Regions from separate parts of the Mus musculus genome. Here region 2 is linked to region 1. The links are chromatin contacts, called in public HiChIP or PLAC-seq maps. All regions are on one chromosome and are shown on one strand. The core of a region is the stretch at or near the end of the contact, and the rest is flanking DNA. Distances in the headings are between cores, read along the strand shown. Region 1 has its middle 5.2 kb from the start of Gm40742. Region 2 has its middle 50 kb from the start of Gm26239.

Region 1 (2,858 bases), core at 227-2,726:
TGGGGATTGTCCATGATGGGGTTTGATCTGCATCCACCTGACTCCAACAACAAGAAAAACAGAGCTTCCTCTTCTAGTTTCCGCCGTGCGCAGTCTCTTTAGGACGCGGTGAAGCTCTGGAAGGAGCAGAGAAGGGAGAGACACACATCTATCTCTCACGCACATCACACACACAGTTATCCTAAACCTCTCTTAGCAGATCCATGCTCCAGGAGGTGAAAGCTGCTGTCCACTCTGCCGAGGCCTGTGGACACTTTGCTTGGGTATCTCTGAAGATGCAGCACTCACATGGGAACTCTGAATAAATGCATCCTCACCAAGCAGCTGCAAACCTTAACGCCAACGCACAAGGACAGAGTTGGGGTGCTCTGAATAAAGACGAGGAATCTTGGTTGGGGGAGGCTTGAAGGAGAGTGTGTGTTTAACCCTTTGACACTGATATGAAGATGTCACCCCAAAAGTTTATTTTTGATAAATACATACTTGAGGTTTTAAAAAATCAGGGGGAGGGGGGAGCGGGGGAGGGAGAGTCTCATAATGTTTTAAGTGTATTTTTGTTGAGTGATGTTCACAGTTTCCCTCGGCATCATGCAGTCCACCGGCTGCAGGTTGAGTGTGTCCTGGAGAGATGAGGAGCCAACCAGTATAATGCTACTACCATCTTAGTTTGTAAATTTTTAACTTTATTTGTGTGTGTGTGGGGTGGGGGGGACACAAACTTATACCCAGAAGTCCAGGCTGACCGCAGACTCTCTACATAGCCCAGGATGGCCTCAAATTTGTGGTAATACTCCTGACTCAGCCTCCAGTATGCTGGGATTGCAGGCATGAGCCACCTTTCCTGGCTTAATAATGCTAAACAGTGGGTGCTGCAGGGTCTCACCGTGCATCCTGTTTTCAACCAGGTTGTAGAAGGTGTGTGTATGGGTGCACATGTGAGCCGGCGTGTCTGTGCCTATGTGGCAGCATGTGTGAATCCATCCTTCAAGGAAGGGCTAAACAGCCATGTGTGAAGGAGTTACTGTCTCAGGGGGACATTTGGAGTCACAGGGCATGGTAGTGGGATGATGAGAGGCCCGCTGGTTTTAATATTGCTTCCCAGAGATGCTTCGGGAAGAGTGAGGAGGTAAATTGGCTGTTGTGAGTGATCTGAGATGAGTCCAAAAGTAGGAGGCAGCTGCTGGCAGGAAGTAAAGGGAGGCTCACTGTTGCCTGGCCCTTCCATAGAACACAGGCACAAAAGGAGAAGAAAGCAAGGGGGCTTGTTTGCCCTTGCTTCCTGGTGTAGACATGCTTTCATTTCAAGATCATCTAAAGAGCTTTCTGGCTTCACAAGCCAGTTAGCAGGAACTTTAGGGAGTGCCCCAGCAGCATACCTGGGCAAGGCTAGGGTGAGGCTCTCATAGAAGCCATGGAGAATGCATTGTATTAAGGACTAGTCATACCTTAAAATAGTCATGCAAGTGAAGCCTTTTGGACACTAGAGGGCGCCATTGACACACAAATGGTGCTTCCAGGCCCACACCACTTCACTGCAGAGGACACCCCACACAACTTAACTACAGTCTAACTTCTTGAAAGTTGAGCCTCCTATTCAACTTCACACCAGTTCAGTGGGATCGGCCTAGTCTTGAAGCAGGAAGCTCACAGGGGCCAGTAGCTGCAGGTTTTCCCAACAGACCTCACCTTCTAAAAACCCCTTAACATCAATGAAAGCAATGACACCTCAGATTCCAATGTCTTGGGGGAATTGCATCAGAAGTGTGCGGTGGAGAGATAGCTCAGTACTGACTGCTCTCCCAGAGGACCTGGGTTCAATTCCTAGCACCCACATAGAGGCTCACACCTGTTTGTAGGGCTTGTGATACACTCACATAGACATACTTGCAGGCAAAGCACCAATGAACATAGAGTGCAGAAGGGGAGAAAGAGAGGAGGAAGAGAAAGAGAAAGGAGAAGAGGAGGAGGAGAAAGAGGAAGAGGAGGAGGAGGGAGGAAAGCTAAGTGAGTTAGTAAGAATCTGAACATGTTTACAAAGGAGTTGTACTTTACTAGAGAGAGAGAAAGGAGAGAGAGAGAGAGAGAGAGAGAGAGAGAGAGAGAGAGAGAGAGAGAGAGAGAGAGAGAGAGAGAGAGAGAGAGAGAGAGACAGGCAGGTTCTTGGAAGGACTCTCTAAATGCCTGAAATGATATGAAAATTTATTGCTTGGTTAATAAGAGGTCTTAGGGTAAGATAAAATGCAAAGCTAGACAACATAATGGCTCTGAAAGTCAAAGATTCAGGTCTCATTCAACAGGTCAACTTTGATCCAGCTATAGTCCCTTCATGGTCACAAGACATCAGTCATTGTTCTAGAGTGACAGAGAACAATCCCTCTCTCCCTTCTTCCCTCCCTCTCTCCCTTCCTGCTTCCCTGAATGTACATCTGTGTGAGTATATGAGTGTGTGAATGTACATGCATATGTCTGTGTTCATGCATGTGTGTGCACATGTCCACGTGGTGTGCATGTGTGTGCACTAGCACAGAAAAGAAATCTCCTCAAGAAAAGTACTCCATTAAACAAACAAACAAACAAACAAACAAACAATTTGGCCAGCGGTGGTAGCGCATGCCTTTAATCCCAGCACTTGGGAGGCAGAGGCAGGTGGATTTCTGAGTTTGAGGCCAGCCTAGTCTACAAAGTGAGTTTCAGGACAGCCAGGGCTACACAGAAAAACACTGTCTCGAAAAACAAAAAACAAAAAACCAAAACAAAAAACCAAAAAAATTTAAAGTACTTTTAAAAAAATGGTTAAAAAAAAGCATTTATTTTCTTCATGTGAATCAGCCTTGCTGTAGAGGGGTTCCATTGTGATG
Region 2 (2,858 bases), core at 258-2,757, 330 kb after region 1:
GATAGGTCCTGCTCTACACCAAACCCATGAGCTCTCCTATTGCCTTATTTCGTATTTACAACAGCTCTGCCTGAAACCCCTGTGTGAGAAAGCCAAGTTCTCCCTCACTAGTCTACAATAGGAAATACCGGCTAGCTTTGCTAGCTTTGCTCCTCGTGAGCCTGCCAAGGGCTGCTCTCATCCAATCACGGTAGCACAGGAGAATTCACTTGCTTCGGAGAAGTAACAGTGTAACAATGGCCATCTCAGAAGAGGAACCCTAGGCAGTCTTTCAAGCCACTGGAGAGTCGCAGCACATTCCAGTTAACAAAGAATTCAGGTCCCTCCACTCAACGTCAAAACTCTAGCACTGTCCGCACGTTGAATAGACCAAAGCCCAGTAATTAACTCTGCCACCCTCCCCCTGCCTTATTGATTGTGCACTGCAAGCTGATTCTACAGGGAGGTCAACCTGGGATTAAGTGAATTACCCTCAGGCTTTGGGCAAAAACAGAGGACGGTGGTTTATATTCTCTGCCACAGAGTCTTGAGCCGACGCCTGTGAGCTGGGGAGTTTGCACAGAATTGTCCGCCCACTGGGCTCCGACAGTACATCTATGACTCCATGGGGCTGGCCCACAGGGAAGTCTTCACTCTGTTGGGATTCAGCCCAGCGTTCTCCCATCTTGTTCTAGGTCCTAACATATTTTTCAAACAACCTCTTGTGAATCTTCCCTCAGACACCTCTGGTCTACTTTGGAGTCTTTTTAAAAGGCTCCCCTCTTGTTTACCCCATAGTTCTTCTCTTCCTATTCCCTCCTTTAAAGGAAGGCAGAGGGATATGAAATGAAATGAAAGCAAGAGCATCTCAGCTCCATTTTATTTTTTTTAACTATGGCAAAGGAAGAGAAGGCCCCACACTGCTGCCACTCGCACCAATTTAGGTTATCTAAGTGTCAAAGACACTTGCTTCAGTGAGACAATGACACTCTGCAGAAAGACATCCTTCCCTCTGCAGAGATAATTATACTCTACAAAGAGATATCCTTCCCTCAGCAGAGACAATTACACTCAACAGAGAGACATCTTCTCCTCGCTGTGCCAACAGACCCCGCACCACTTCCCTTCTGTAAAGAGTTCGTGTGTCCTTGTTCCAATAATTTGAGAAGGAACAAAAGATGAGCAAAAGGCCAAGGCTTCCCCAGCGGGGAGGTGACAGAGAAGGAGCAGATGAGGCTCTGAGCTGGAAGAGGCGCTGTTAGTGAACTACAGGTACTGCAGGAAAAGCCTCGTGACAATGTGACCAGAACCTGGCCTCTCGACAGCTTCTTAACTTTGGCATTTCACCAGGCTGAGGGACGAGAGAGTTCCCGGTTGTCATGTATAACACCCGTGAGAACCCAGAGGCTCAGACTCCCTGAACCTCAAATGCCATCTTCCCTAAAAATGGTTTAATATGTGTCATCATGGTAGCAACTTGATGCAAACCTGGGACACAGATGCAACTGTCATCCCATTTGAGAGAGGAAGTTAAGGGCACAGGCCACCGTGTGATAGACAGACAGAGAGTGAAAGGACAGGCTGGATCTGAACCCCACAGCCTTTACTCTTGATCACCATACAAAGCGTCTCCTCCTTCACGAGTGCATTCTCAGACCGCAGGCTCAGCCGATGAAAGCTCCTTTTGAGCCTCTGTATTCCTTCTGGTCCTCAGGATCATTTCCTGGACTGAGTCAGGGACCAAGACGCAGGATAATGAACCGGGTAATTCTTCCTACAGTGAGTCACCATTACAAACAGAAGATTCAGCCTTTTTTCTTTTTAAACATTTATTTTGGTGTGTGTGCGTGTGTGTGTGTGTGTGTGTGTGTGTGTGTGTGTGTGTGTGTGTGTACACGAGTGTGCACATGAATGTGCATGTGGCTAGGTGTGCCCATGCCACCTTGCATGGGTGGGTCACAGGGCAACCTACCTGCAGGAGCTGATCCTCTCTATGATCCACTCTATGGGTTCTGGGATCATCCTCAGCTCGCTAGTCTGGGACTCGAGCACCTTTACCCACTGAGCCATCTCCCTGCCTAAGACCATTCTCCTTCACTAGAAGGCTGAGCCATAATGGGCACTTCTGACTCGGGAGAAAAGCCTGCTGATGAGCCAGGGAGAGGGTTCAGCAATGACCTGTGCTGCCAAGCCTGAGCGCCTGAGTTTGGTTCCCAGCATCTGCATGAGAGGAGAGAACTAGCCCAGGCAAGTTGTCCTCTGACCTCCACTCACACCATGCATACGCCTACACAATCAAATCAACCACAATGCAATTTTAAAAATCGGGGGAAGGGCTGGAAAGATGGCTCAGCAGCTAAGAGAACTTGGTTGCTCTTACATAGGCACCCAGCCCCAACCCTCTGTGACTCCAGTCCCAGGGAATTCAATGCCCTTTTCTAGTCTTCTAGGGCACCTGCATGCATGCAGTTCACATACATAAATATAAGCAAAACACACTTATACATAAGATAAAAATAAATGTATTTTTGAAAAGTTTTAGTCAGGGCTGGAGAGATGATACAGCAGTTAAGAGCCCTTGTGGTTTGCTCATGCAGAGGATCTGGGTTCCATTTCCAGCACTCCCATATCTCACAACCATCAGTAACTAGGAACTCTCGTTCCAGGAGATCCACCCTCCTCGTCTGGTCTCCACAGACACCAGGCAAGCACTTGGTACACACGTAAACAAAATGCTAATGCACATAAGTGTGTGTGTGTGTGTGTGTGTCTGTATCTGTCTGTCTGTCTCTGTGTGTGTCTATCTGTCTGTCTGTGTGTGTCTGTGTGTGTCTGTGTCTGTCTGTCTGTGTGTGTGTCTGTCTGTCTGTCTGTCTGTC

What was found. HiChIP or PLAC-seq counts read pairs in DNA pulled down with a chosen protein or histone mark.
Region 2: a contact with region 1 is called in a FOXA1 HiChIP or PLAC-seq map of pancreatic cancer cells. The contact joins two enhancer-like sites. A contact is called at or near these places in 25 of 484 Hi-C or Micro-C datasets (the C2C12 cell line, the G1E-ER4 cell line, cardiomyocytes and 7 more), 2 of 115 datasets of contacts at active chromatin or transcription factors (embryonic stem cells and pancreatic cancer cells) and 1 of 9 other capture datasets (embryonic stem cells).

The regions. Positions count from the first base shown.
Region 1 is chr10:93,424,400-93,427,257 of GRCm38.p6, forward strand. No RefSeq gene overlaps it. Among named protein-coding and RNA genes, the nearest start is that of Gm40742, 5.2 kb to the right of the region's middle. Within about 2 kb of position 1,477, at least 69 of the 459 cell types and tissues checked have an H3K27ac peak or open chromatin away from gene starts, as enhancers often do. A contact at or near this core is called in pancreatic cancer cells, where this site is marked.
Region 2 is chr10:93,755,999-93,758,856 of GRCm38.p6, forward strand. No RefSeq gene overlaps it. Among named protein-coding and RNA genes, the nearest start is that of Gm26239, 50 kb to the right of the region's middle. Within about 2 kb of position 1,508, at least 25 of the 459 cell types and tissues checked have an H3K27ac peak or open chromatin away from gene starts, as enhancers often do. A contact at or near this core is called in pancreatic cancer cells, where this site is marked.